Regions from separate parts of the Ovis aries genome. Here region 2 is linked to region 1. Evidence: chromatin contacts called from public Hi-C data. All regions are on one chromosome and are shown on one strand. The core of a region is the stretch at or near the end of the contact, and the rest is flanking DNA. Distances in the headings are between cores, read along the strand shown.

What was found. Hi-C and Micro-C count contacts between places; a contact is called where the count stands out from the background.
Region 2: a contact with region 1 is called in a Hi-C map of blood, with 2.8 times the contacts expected there. The contact joins the promoter of RUNX1 here to the enhancer-like site in region 1. A contact is called at or near these places in 3 of 16 Hi-C or Micro-C datasets (blood and skin fibroblasts).

The regions. Positions count from the first base shown.
Region 1 is chr1:267,701,588-267,707,790 of ARS-UI_Ramb_v3.0, reverse strand. It overlaps RUNX1 (RUNX family transcription factor 1), which reads left to right. Exons shown (of 8, transcript XM_042238225.2): 4 at 3,959-4,212. Among named protein-coding and RNA genes, the nearest start is that of RUNX1, 170 kb to the left of the region's middle. Within about 2 kb of position 2,185, at least 38 of the 54 cell types and tissues checked have an H3K27ac peak or open chromatin away from gene starts, as enhancers often do.
Region 2 is chr1:267,872,637-267,879,093 of ARS-UI_Ramb_v3.0, reverse strand. It overlaps RUNX1 (RUNX family transcription factor 1), which reads left to right and starts at 1,634. Exons shown (of 8, transcript XM_042238225.2): 1 at 1,634-1,835; 2 at 1,987-2,103. The coding sequence starts at 2,046.

The DNA.
Region 1 (6,203 bases), core at 936-3,435:
GAAATACACTCGAGCCCAAGCAGAAAGATTTCACTCAGCCCGAACTCGCCTCTAGAGCGGGCAGCGTCGAGCCCGGGCGCAGAAGAGAGACTGTGTGGCCCCGGGGCTCCGGCGCAGACGGGGTGTGTGTGGCGGGGCGGGGGGTTGGGGGTTGTCTGGGGATTGTCTGGGGACTGCTCGCTATTTGGGATCGCTCGGCCCGGGTGGAGAGAAGACTGTTGTGGGGGGGGGGGGGTGTCTTTACACCTGCAATGTTTGAAATGAGGCTTCTTCAAAAATCACTTTTAAAGAAAAATACAAGGGCGTTTTCTGAGACTCCCCTCAACCCTCAGACCCATTAAACAAAATACAGCTGAATACTGGAAGTTCCGGAATGTCCCAGGTTTCTCGGAGCGAGGGGACGGGCGCACCGGGCGAGATGCGGGGCAGGAAGCAGGGGGCCTGCCGCAGGGAGCCCGGGACGCCCCCAGCCCCTACTGCTTGGGACCAGCCGATGGTGGGGACGGCCAAGGGATTTCGGGAAAAAAAGACCCCGATACGCGCGGGTCGGGACAGCCCGGACCCCTGCGCGAAGGTTCCCCTGCTGCCCTCCCGGCCGTTGGGATAGCGGGGCGGGGGGCGGAACGGGGCCGCGCAGGCAGGATCCGGTCGCCGTTTCTCCTTTCGCTTCTTCCCCAGCTGAAGTTCCTACCGGAGACCCAAAGGCCGCCAGAAGGACGGAGCTACAGCCGCGCCGTCGGGGGCGTTCCCCGGCGCGCGGGCCGGCCGCCGGGCGCCTGCTGCCCCCTGGCGCCCGCGCCGAGCCGCCCGGCCTCTCAGGGCCTGGGGCGAGGGAAGCGGCCGCGGCGCCCGGAAAGGCCTCCGAGGCCTGGCCCGCCACGGCCCCCGCCTCTGGCAGGCCCCTTGGCGCTGGAGCCCTGGGGAAGCCGGAGCGGCGGCGCCGGCGGCAGCGGTCCGGCACCCCCAAATCGCGCATCGGCAGGGGGAACCAAGGCGGGGAGTGGGAAGGGAGGGTCCCTCACCCGGGGGCGGGGGCGGGCGAAGTCGACGTGGAGGGCTCCGTGCCAGGCGAGGGGGAGAGTGGATGAGCGCCCTCCCCCCGAGGGAGGGACCCAGTGGACTCCTCGCGGAGTGTAGCTGGGAGAGCCCCGCGGCCGGGCGGTGGCGTGGGGCGGGGGGAACCGGGGCCCCTCTAAGCTCCGCGAAAATGCCCGCGGCGCCGCTGGGACGGGAGCGGGGAGCATGTTCCCGCCCGCGCGCAGAGCCGGGGTGGCTTCAGCTCCCGGGGCGGCTGACGAGCGCGCGCGCGCGGGCGGGGAGTGGACCCAGGGGCCGTTTCCGGGGAGCTGGAGGTGGGTGCGGGGCGCAAACGACCTGGGCCCCGCGGGGGAACCCCGCCCGGAGGCTTTCCAGTTTCTTTCCAGTCGCTTGTTCTTGGGGCGGGGGGGGGGGGGGCGGCTTCTGAACTACGGAACTCCTTCGCTGGCCACTAAGCTCAACTCCACCTGAGCGAGGCGCGCCGCGTCAAGACGCAGCGTAAAACACCAAGAAAACAAACCCAGAAAGAAAACTCAACACAAAAAGCAGGTCGTGGAGACCGACCACCGTCTGGTCTCAGTAAAGGAATCAGCGCCACTTCGCCGCGGCTGCCAACCGGCGCCGAGCGGCTCCCCGGGCTGGGCCCTCGGCCCTTCCCGGCCCCCTCGCGGCGAGTCCCATCCATGCCGGGAAAGTGGAGGCCTTGGGGCCCCCCGGCCCCCAGGTCTCGGGAGCCTAGCGGCGGCCGCTTCATCTATCTCCATGGCTCGCGGATGCTTCTCTCCGACAGACTCTGATCCCGGACCATTTGCGGCTCAGCGCGCGGCCCCAGTCCCTCCAGGCCGACCGGCCTTCTGCTCCACCTCCTGGGTCTCCGAACCACGGCCGCCCCTGGCGCGGCCGCTCACGGCAGCCCCCCGGGGCGGGCGGGCTGACTGACTGCCGGCCGCGCAAGCCCACGAGTGTGCAAAGCCGCCGCCGTCCGCACCGGAATGGCGGTCTCGAGCGAATGTAGGAGCGTGTGGGTGCGGGTATGTGGATGCGGGGAGCGCGGCGTGGCCTCCGCACTGGCTGGCGGTGGACTCTCCACCCTGGCCGCGTACAGTAGCGCGCGGCGGCGGCGGGGGCGCGCGGGCCAATTCCAGGAGCCCGCGGCACCGAGCCGCGCCCTGCCTGATACCGGAAAGGCCTGTGATTGGCCGGCAGCCGCCCCTATGCAAACGAGCTGAGGGAATGGAATTCCTCGGGCCGGGCTTACAGTAAAAGCACGTTCATTTCCAGGCACTCTCATTCATAGAGCCAGCGGGCGCAGGCGGGACGAGCGCCCCGCGGCCGGACCCAGCCAGGGCACCACGCTGCCCGGCCCTGAGCCGGCAGGCATCTCTTGCTGGGGATACTGGGGACGCCAGAAGAAAGTCAGTCTTTGCTGTTTTTCATAGAACCGCGTTGGAACTTCGATTTTGAATTGTGTGTGGGGGAGGATTTTGTTGTTGTTTTTGCCTTTTCCTACTTTTGAATGAACTGGTTTCTTGGCTGGATGGTTCCATTTCTTTCCTGGGTGTGAACTTTTCTCCGGTTGTGTCCTTTGACAACAGCGGGAGAGAGTGCGCCGGGCTTCGTGGCGAGTGGTGAAGTGGCGCGTGTGCGTGGCAGAGTGTGCGTGCTTGTGTAACTCGAGCCGCCCCGTCTGTTGCGATCTGCGCTGCGGAGCCTTTCTCGCCAGGGCCCGCTCCACCTGCTGCGGTTCCGCGGTGTGTGGGTAAATTGGCGCGTCCGGGCAGTTCACCCGGCCGGCGCTGGGGCGACGTTGGAGGAAGCTCGTCTCGCTACTGCCCAAGTCGGGGCTGACTCACCGGAGTCGATGTAGACGGCGGCTGGCTCCCGAAGAGTGCGTGCCTGCGTGCGTCTGACTCCGCTGCAGCTCACCTCCCACCAAACCACAGGATCAGCCACAAACTTAACCAACATCCCCAAACCCGAGTTCTCAAATGTGGAGAGCTGAACCCTGAATATCATCGACTTGGATTTTTTTTTTTTAAGATCAGCTTTTTCTTTGATAAAGCTTGAATTTTCTGAACTGAGCATTTTGCCAGAATTTATTGAAAACATGACAAGTCCTTCTAGCCCAGCCCTTCAACTACTGAAGCTGATTCTCAAGGCTACTTAGAGAAGAAAAAAAAAAAACAAAAACGTGCAGCGAACATTAATGGGTTTCTGTTGTGTTTAATTTCTCTACAGATTGTATTGTAAATATTTTATGAAGTAGAGCATATGTATATGTTTATATATATGTGCACATACATTAGAAGCAGGACCTTTTGGAAGTCTCAGCTCTCGCTTTTGAGGACCGAAGCCAGTTTTGCATGAATAAAAAGTGGCGCCGTATTTGAAGACACTCGTATATTTTCTGTTGTTTGGACTTTAAACAAAACTCACCTGGGGGGAAAAAAAAGAAGAACTGACAGGCAATTAACTACTGGAACGTCCAAATCCTATATTTGCTGGTCCTTCTGCTCTCCGCATAAATAGTTTAGGAAGTGTATGGGAATTTTTGCCTCCGGGTACTTCTGTAACAGCCAAAGACTGAACCTTCAAACTCTCAAAGCAAAACTCAGAAGATAGGGTCCCTTGGCCCTTGACTTTGGATTCTGGTCGCCCACTTTTCAAAGCACTAAGCGGTCGGTGCCCGGGTCTGAGCTGAGGCCGATTGTCAGAACTAGAACTTTTTCAGCCTTCCTGGACTGTTCGTAACTTAGTCTCCCCCTCTCCCCCAGCCACCTTGCAGCAATAAAGGTCCCTGAACTTGTATGTTGGTCTCCCGGGAGCTGCTTGCTGAAGATCCGCGCCCCTGTCGCCGTTTGTTAGGAGCTGTTTGCAGGGTCCTAACTCAATCGGCTTGTTGTGATGCGTATCCCTGTAGATGCCAGCACGAGCCGCCGCTTCACGCCGCCTTCCACCGCGCTGAGCCCGGGCAAGATGAGCGAGGCGCTGCCGCTGGGCGCCCCGGACGCCGGCGCCGCCCTAGCCGGCAAGCTGAGGAGCGGCGACCGCAGCATGGTGGAGGTGCTGGCCGACCACCCGGGCGAGCTGGTGCGCACCGACAGCCCCAACTTCCTCTGCTCCGTGCTGCCCACGCACTGGCGCTGCAACAAGACCCTGCCCATCGCTTTCAAGGTAACTCGGGCCGGAGCGGGTGGCGGGAGGACAGGCAGAGGCCGGTCGATCGCCGGGGCGATCGGGGAGGGCCGTGGCCAGGCAGGCGGGGCCGGGTTCTAGAAAGGGGCCGGCGCGGAGGCCCGTGGTCCATCCCTCTGCGCTGCGCACACGGGGGATGCTGCGTTGCCGTGGCTACCCTCGGTTGGGCTGGGGGCGGGGGGGCGATGGTGGAGGGGTCCCGCTTCAGTAGGCCGCCGCGGCCTCCGGGGGATGGTTGAAAAAATTCAGGGTGCCCCCCCCCACAAAGAAGTCCACGGAGGGCCGGCGGGACCTCCTCCCCGGGCATCGGTCCTTCGCTTTGATCCAAAGTAGGAAAAGTTATAACCCGGCCGGAACCCAGCCCTTCTGAGGAAGGCATCAGGAAATAAAATCGAGATACTCTGATATACCTTTGGATCCAGGAAAAGAAACTTGACAAGGAAAACTCTCATGGCTTTTCCCCACGTCCACCCCCTGTTTAACTGCACTGTAGAAATTAGCAAGTTCAAAGTCCACGGCGGACTCTGTTAAATTTGCAAAAGTTTTCTGAGGGGTGTTTTTGGTGGTTGTTTTGTTTTGAGCTTCTAGCCTATTCCTGCCAGAAGCCGCAAGTAGTGAATCCTGTTTCTTTTCTGGGAACCCTCCTGAACGTTATCGCCGGCTCACCTAGCCTGAAGCCCCGGGTCAGCTAAAGGAGGCAAGGCGGGCTGCCGTGAGCCTGGGGGTCTCATCCGCCTGCTTTGCTGTTTGAGGGGAGGGGGGCGGCGACGTGGACCAGGAAACTTCAGCCTTTTAGCTTCAGAGGTCCGCGTTCACTTTTCACCCCTCATCTTGCGCTAGCTTTCAGCTGTCTTGAAAAACCTTGGCCTTCAAAGGGGCTATATAAACAACCCCGGGCGTTTTTAAACAACCGTCCCACCACCCCTGGCAGCAAACAGAAGATGTTTCATTTCTGCGGTAGGGATTCAGTTCTTCTGTCTTGGGTGGGTTGAAGAAGGGGCAGCTTTTTAAATACAATCAGTGCTGTCATTTCCTGTTCTTTTAAAGGGGCTAAGGCAGGCAAGGGGTAGGGGGTGGAAGCTATAAAGATCAGCTACTCTTTTTTTCCTTAAAAAAAAAAAAATAAAATCTGGCTACGTAATTGTCCTCTTTAAGGGGAGATTAAAGTTTTTTGTGGTTCCAAGCCTGGGATGGATTTGTAGCTAGTTACAATGAATAAATGTTCACTTTTTAAAACACAAGTTAACTATCGGAGTTCTTTATTTTTAAGCTTTAGACACCTTCCAAATTTAGATTATGGTTTTTCAAACAAACAAGCAAAAAGTGCAGTTGGCTGCCTGTATAGAGCTGCCTCAATTTTCTAAAAGAAGGAGTTTTTGAAGAGGATAGAAAGGACGATGAGTCTGAGCAGCTGCTGGACTCTTTCCTGTCTCTTCCTCCACCTCTGTAGATTTGGGTTGGGAGCCCATTTCAATTTTAAATCACGCTAATCCCTGTATATAAACAGACTCAGCGGGCAGACCTCCTCGGCTCTGACAGGGATGGGCCCCGGGTCACTTGCAGATAAGTGCAGAGGGGAGGAGACAGGCTGATAATCAACCCGAGGGTCCTTTAAACCAGGTGCTACAGACTCACCACGGGAGTGTGGGTTCTCCAAGATCTGTGGCTTCCTTCGGGCTAAGTCATAGTCTCCTCGACTAGGGAACCCACACCCCAAATACTAACTGATTAAGAAAGAATCTGAAGGAGTTAGGGCCAGGTCATTTCTCAAGCCACCCCATGAAAGTATTTCCTTCGAAAAGAATGGAAAAAAAGGGGAAAAAAATCAGGTAAATTGCTTTCCTGAGCCATCAGGGAATTCCCTTTAGCAGAAATCTTAATAACCCTAGAGATTTCCTTTTTAAGATGACTTTTGACAATTCACTGTTTTAAAAAGATTTGTTTTACTGAGTGATAGTTTCTAGGTTCAA
Region 2 (6,457 bases), core at 385-2,884, 170 kb before region 1:
GACAATTTTTCCAAGGACTAGGGGGATGGTTCAGGTGGCAATGTGAGTGATGGGGAGCAGTGGGGAGTGGGGGAGGGGCAGCAGGGGAAGCTTTTCTTGCTCACCTGCCTCTCACCTCCTGCTGTGCAGCCCCGGGGGAGGCGGGGTGGCGCAGGGGAGGCGGCAGAGGGGAAGGGGGTTGGCGATCCTATCCTGGAGGATGTCTACAGAGCAGAGCAAAAGAAATAAAGTTATTAATGGGGAAAGGAGATGTTTACTTTGGAACTTCAAAATGAACATTTGATTAGTGAGCTGGTAAAACCAGTGGGCTGGGGCTTCCCAGGTGGCTCAGTGGTAAAGAATCGGCCTGCCAATGCAAGAGATGTGGGTTCAGTCCCTGGGTTGGGAAGATCCCCTGGAGGAGGGAATGGCAACCCACTCCAGTATTCTTACCTGGGAAATCCCATAGACAGGGGAACCTGATGGGCCACAGTTCATGGGGTCGCAAAGAGTAGGACAGAACAACAACAAAACCAATGGGCAGGAAAAATAGAGAAATATGCGTGCCCCAAATGGCTGGCCCACGTGCAAGATTAGCCTGATTTCAGCACTTCCAAGTAGGCGTGTCTTCTTCCTAAGCTACAGAATGAACTGTCCAGTATTCTTTGTCAGTTCTTGTTCTGGAGGACCATCCCCTCTGCCCTCCCTATATTTTGTGAAGTTCTCTTAATGCTCTCAAAGTGCGGTTGCCACAGTGCCGGGCTGAGTTTTACCTACAGGTGTGAATTAGCCTACTAATTTGAATTGTACTTGAAAAAGGCAATACAGGGATCGTTGATGGGTGAAAACAAAAAGTGAACAGTGTTAAGGCAGCCACTGCTTCGACCCCAAGTACAGAATTTCGCTTTTCTTTGTTTTCCTTTAGCTTCCTGAGTTCAGTGTGTATGTATGTGTGTAAGAGATAAACATAATTTTATCCCTTTATTGAAAAGATGTCCACTTAGGAGGAAGAAAACCACATACTTTTGGTTTTATTAAAATGGTCTTTTAGTCACAAAATTAAAATGCTTTCTTCTTTGCAGGCTTTAAAATACCAGTAAGTTGCTAGACCCTCTTAGGGGTCAGATTCTCATCCAAATAGTTCCTTTTATTATTTTTTCCTTTTATAGTTTCACTTATGCTGTGATCATCTTTACCAGGGGCTGAGTTCTGCTGATCTGATGCCCAGCATCTGAAATGATGGGCTCCATATCCCGTCTGCACAGCAGCCTGATGCCAGGGTTGAATTACTATTGAATAAGCAGCAGTGAAATCTTTATCAAAATAATCAGGGGTTCCCAAAACCACAAATAACAACAACCGGACTCAAGTTGTACTAAATCAGCAAAGATCATTGATATAATAAGATTCTGAGTCACTTTTTTTCTGCAGTCTCTCTCTCTCTCTTTCTCTTGCAAAGTCTCCTTGGCTATTTTCTTGCACCGCTTGGGGGAGGGCAGGTGGAGGGAAGGAAGGGCATTGCTCAGAAAGTTAAAAAAAAAAAAAATTGACATCACTGAAGTCACATGATTGGCAAGAACCAATTAAGATGGGCTGTGGAAAGGGGAACAGTTAAATTTGTAATTTGGGTTGTGTGAAAACTTCTTTGGGCCTCATAAACAACCACAGAACCACAAGTTGGGTAGCCTGGCAGTGTCAGAAGTCTGAGCCCAGCATAGTGGTCAGCAGGCAAGACGGATCACTCTGACTGGAAACCACAGGGCTTCGCAGAGTTCTGAACATCATCAACCCACAGCCAAGACGCCGCTTTTTTTTTTTTTTAATCTTTAGCAATTTGAATATCTGTCTTTGCAAAGGTACATTTCTTTTTTTTTTTCCTTAGGGCTCAGGGAACCCCAGAGGTGTCGAGGGGAGAAAAAAAAAAAACAAAAACAAAAAGGACCTGTAGGGAACCATGGTTGGAGGTGAGGTTAAAACGGTGACCTTTCTTGGTTTCTCGCTCTTAAGGTAAAAGAACTCATTGAATCCCCCGCCTTCAGAAGAGGGTGCCTTTTCAGGAGGAAGCGATGGCTTCAGACAGCATGTTTGAGTCATTTCCTTCATATCCACAGTGCTTCATGAGAGGTGAGTACACTCTGAGATTTTAATATCTACTTTTGCTCGGCTCTGTAGATAATAAAGTGGCTGCCTGTTGTAACTGGGTGCAGAGAGCCCCTGCCGCTCTCCCGTCTGTTTGGGGGGAGGAATTCAAACACCTCTTCGGGTGTAAGATTTCAAGGCTATTGGATTACTTATTCATCAGATGGCCGCTTTTGAGAAATGTTTTCATAAATACTTAGTTAAGCTGTCGAGGGGTTCCGTCGGTGGGTGAGAACTTTGTCCGGGGCAAGTCAGTTGGGCTGTTCCTGATTAAAATCCTAGAGATCATAAAGTTTGCAGGAAGCTCTCTGGGTTTTCTCTGGTTGCCCCCCGGCCTGAGATGGCTGTGGCTGAGTTGCCCCGCGCTGGGCAGGCAGTGTGGCCCACATGCCAGCCTGCCCTGGGCTTTAGCGGACTCCAGCATCACCGGCCAAGAAGGCTGGTGCCAGCGTGGGGCGGAGGCAGAGGTCGGCTCACCGCCCAGGCGGGGACACAGCAGGGACAAAGTAGCAAGTCAGTTGTCTCCGAAAGACGGATAGTAGAGGAGCCGGGCAGACTGGTCTAGGTTGAAAGCTGGGGCCTTGCTGGGTTATTCCTTGCAGCCTCAATGCAAAAGAGGCTGCCGGCATCTTCTGAGAGAGAGTGAAAGCGAAGCATACACAAATCTCTCCCGCCAAGAGCAACGAAGAAGTTGCCTAAGTCAAGCGTCTGAAGTGGCAGCTGAAGTCATTGAGATTGCATGCTTCCTAATAGAAGCAGCTAGTTCGGGGTACCTGCCTGCATGTTGGCAACCAGCCTCTTGAAACGCGCTGAGCTGTGGTTGAGCTCTGAATGTGTGAGTATGTGTGTGGTGTGAATGGGCGTCTGGAGTTATCTTTGCTGGGAAAAAAGAGGGCCGCGCCTAAACAAACACAAAGAAGAACGCAGAAATGTCACCAAGACATTGCCGTGTGCGTCCCGGCGAGCCCTTTGACCAGCGTCTGCACAGCCTGTGGCTTAATGGTTTGGCAGAGCTGGGATGGAGTGGGATGGATGGGACGTGGGGGGGTGGGGATCATTCATTTTCTAGCTACAAATGCTCGCGCGCACCCAAATAGTGTCTGTGACTCATTATTTATTCATCGAGCCAAGTGAGCTGAAGAATGCAGAGGGCTGCCAGCCACTTTGTCACAACAAACGCTATTGTGGATGCCACAGAGCCTCTGTGTTTCCGGGTCCCTGAAATTTAAACACTTGACAAAGATGTGTGTGTGTGTGTGTGTGTGTGTGTGTGTGTGTGTGTGTGTGTTGTAGGGAGAGCAGGATTTCAGGAGAAGGGGAAGAAAGCAAGTCATTAACCGATTCAAAGCTTCAAATTAAAGGGTTTTCAAGTGCTTCTTTACTGGCAGCTGAGGACATTTTAGTGAAGTTGAGTCATGCGCTGGTATGAGTCACACATCCTCACGGTGCTGAGCTTCTGCGGCAGAAACGCTGGCCGCTGGGGGTGAGAAGCTGTGAAGGGCCTTCTCGCTGCATTTCCTCTGGGCCTCTGACAAGCAAAGGAAGCAATATTTGTAGAATAACAGAAAGGAAAAAAAAAATCTTCCTGCCTCTACTCTGCTTTCAATACTCTCTCCAAACGATGATTGTTTCCTATTCTATCAACTCAGGAAGGCAGATTCAGGAAATTTTTCAACATCCCACTGGGTAATAGATGGGATTTCGGTGTGCAGGGCTGGCCTGCCTTCCTGTCCTTACTGGTGAGACAGCAGAGCTAAGTGAGGGGGGACCTGGTGACCTGCTCAGACGCCGGCAAAGACAAGGAGCTCAGCCCCTAACCCAGCCCCACAGTCCCTGTGTCCCCAGGATGCACACCGACCGGACCTGCCCCCCAGGTTTAGGAGCTGGTGGCAGCATAGATTTCAAGAGGAACTCTGTGCGGGGGACGCTAGCACCCCAACCAAGGCTCAGAAAGGCTCATGGGAAAAAGTCTTTTCTTTCCTTCCGGTCATTAAAAGGAACTCAGGGATGATTACAATCACACACTCAAGAATATAATATGGAGACTGAATTTCAGAGAATCAGAGTGAAATCTAGGCCATTTTTCACAGCTCAGTTTATCAAGGTGATTCGTCAGGCTGAGGGTTTGCATGGTCTGGGTTCGCAGTCCACACCACGCGTTTGAGTCTGGAGAGGTAGCAAAACGTCACTACATTTGGTACAAGATGGGCCCTGCCTTAGAGCGCAATGCTAGAAGAATCGCCCTACTCTCTATTAAAGTCCGTATCCTCCTTGCAGCCAGTACCCTGTCCCCCCAGCCTGGCCGTGAGCAGCGCCCCTCACTGTGGTCATTTATTGCAGCCTGTAATTTATAGCGTGTGTGCCCTCCCCAACTGCAGCTCCAAGCGAGCGGGGAAAATATCTTGTTTTCTTCCTGGGATGGCCCTTTATCAGTGCATGCAATTCTCACAGGAGGAAACCCATAACTCATTTTTTGAGCAAGATACCCATGTGGAAATGGAGGCGAAAGAGAGGTGTGGGACCAAGCCAACCATTGTTCCCTTCTGTGTGACAGGCAAGCGAGAGTCTGAGAGCCTGGCATGCAAAACAAATGTGGTCTACCACTGAGAAGGCTGCCTCTGCGCCTTCTCACTGAATGTGCTCAGGCAAGAAGATGAGGCGTGATTGAAATTCCCTGGCATGATCCCCTGTGGTTCAAGGCACGACGTCCCTGCAGGACCCAAACTCGGGTCCCCTGGCGGGGTACCACGTGCGGGCCTGCAGAGTGGGGAAGGATTGCGGAGGAAGAATGTCGGCACATATGTGTTTTTGCAAAATGCCTCAGGTAGCCGTGTTCTTAGAAGTGGCTTAGTGGTCTATGCAAAGCCTGAATGCTAATATGCCTCCGAGTTCCTAGAACCACAGGTAGAAATCTCGGCGGGGCTGACGCACCGCTGTCTTCTCAAGGTTATCTCTCAAAGGGAATTGCAGGAGCGGAGGCTGAACGTGTGAAGCATGCCTCTCCATGGGTCTCAGTTTACCACTTCTTTGCAGAGAAATATTGGTGAAGACATCTCTGGCTCTGCTGGAGATATAAGATCACACAAAGCCGTTGATTCAACTGGGTATCAGACACCATGTGAATTCCGTGTCCGTTTGCCAAGGCTGCCATAACAAACAAGCATAGACTGAGTAGCTTAAACAACAGAAATGGATTGCCTCGTGATTCCAGAGGCCAGAATTTCACGGACAATCCTGGTGTAGCTTTGGTCTTGGGAAGGCTTCAAGGCATCGGGAGGTTGGTTTCTTCTGAGGCCTCTTTCTTTGTCTTGTAGACGCTGTCTTCTCGACGCTGTCTTCTCCCTGTGGCCTCATGTACTCTTCCTTCATAATTATCTATGTCATAATTTCCTCTTCTTACAAGGATACTAGTCGTATTGCATTAGATCCCACCATGAGGACCTCATTTACTCTTAATGATCTCTGCAAAAACCCACTCTCCAAATACAGTCATCTTCTGAAACACTGGGAGTTAGCACTTCAACATATGAACTTGGGGAGGACACACTTCAGTCCCTGACAGTGTGTCTTAGCCAGTCTGACTCCCCTGGACCCACAAGGACCCTGTACTTTTCCTAAGTGCCCTCCTGGATGTGGAGGAATCAGATCCCAGCTCCCCCCATGTGAGACGCAACTCTTGAGTTCTGAAACTGCCCACACATTTTGAAACTGAGAAGAAAAAAAAAGGTGTTAAAATCTATCTAAACTCACAATCAGACCCTTTGCTATTTAGTTCCTTTGCATGCTGAGAGACCTGTGAAAATGACAAGGCAATTCTGAAATGTTTAAGCTTTAAAAGAGCAAAGAGCAGTCCCCCAAGAGATGCCACCTCCTTGGCTCTGCCTCCTCCCCAGGGATCGTCCCTGTAATCCCAGACCTTCCCAAGGCACACCCCATGCCTGGGGGTGGGAGACAGGCCACAGGAGGCCCCACACCTGCTCAGACTCCAAGGGCTGGCCCGGTGAGCTGCCAGGAGCAGAAGCAACTTTAGAAGGAACAGCTGAGCCAGGGGCTAACCGGCAAGCAAGCAGCCTGGGAGAGCTTTTGGAAGTAAATTAATCGCCAGGAGGTTTCTCTCTTCTCTTGAAACAGGTCTGAATTGTGGACTTTGAAAAGATTTGCCTTTTTCCTGAGAAAGCGAGTAATGTTGGGCCACTGCACACACAGAATCTAAGAGAGACAGGCTTGGAGGTGTTGGTCTAAAGCACAGAGCCCAGGAGCTTGTAAGAGCAGCCAGGATGAAAAAAGAGAAGGAGCCAGGGCTGAAGAAGGACCAGGCGGACTTAGTATGGTGACGCCC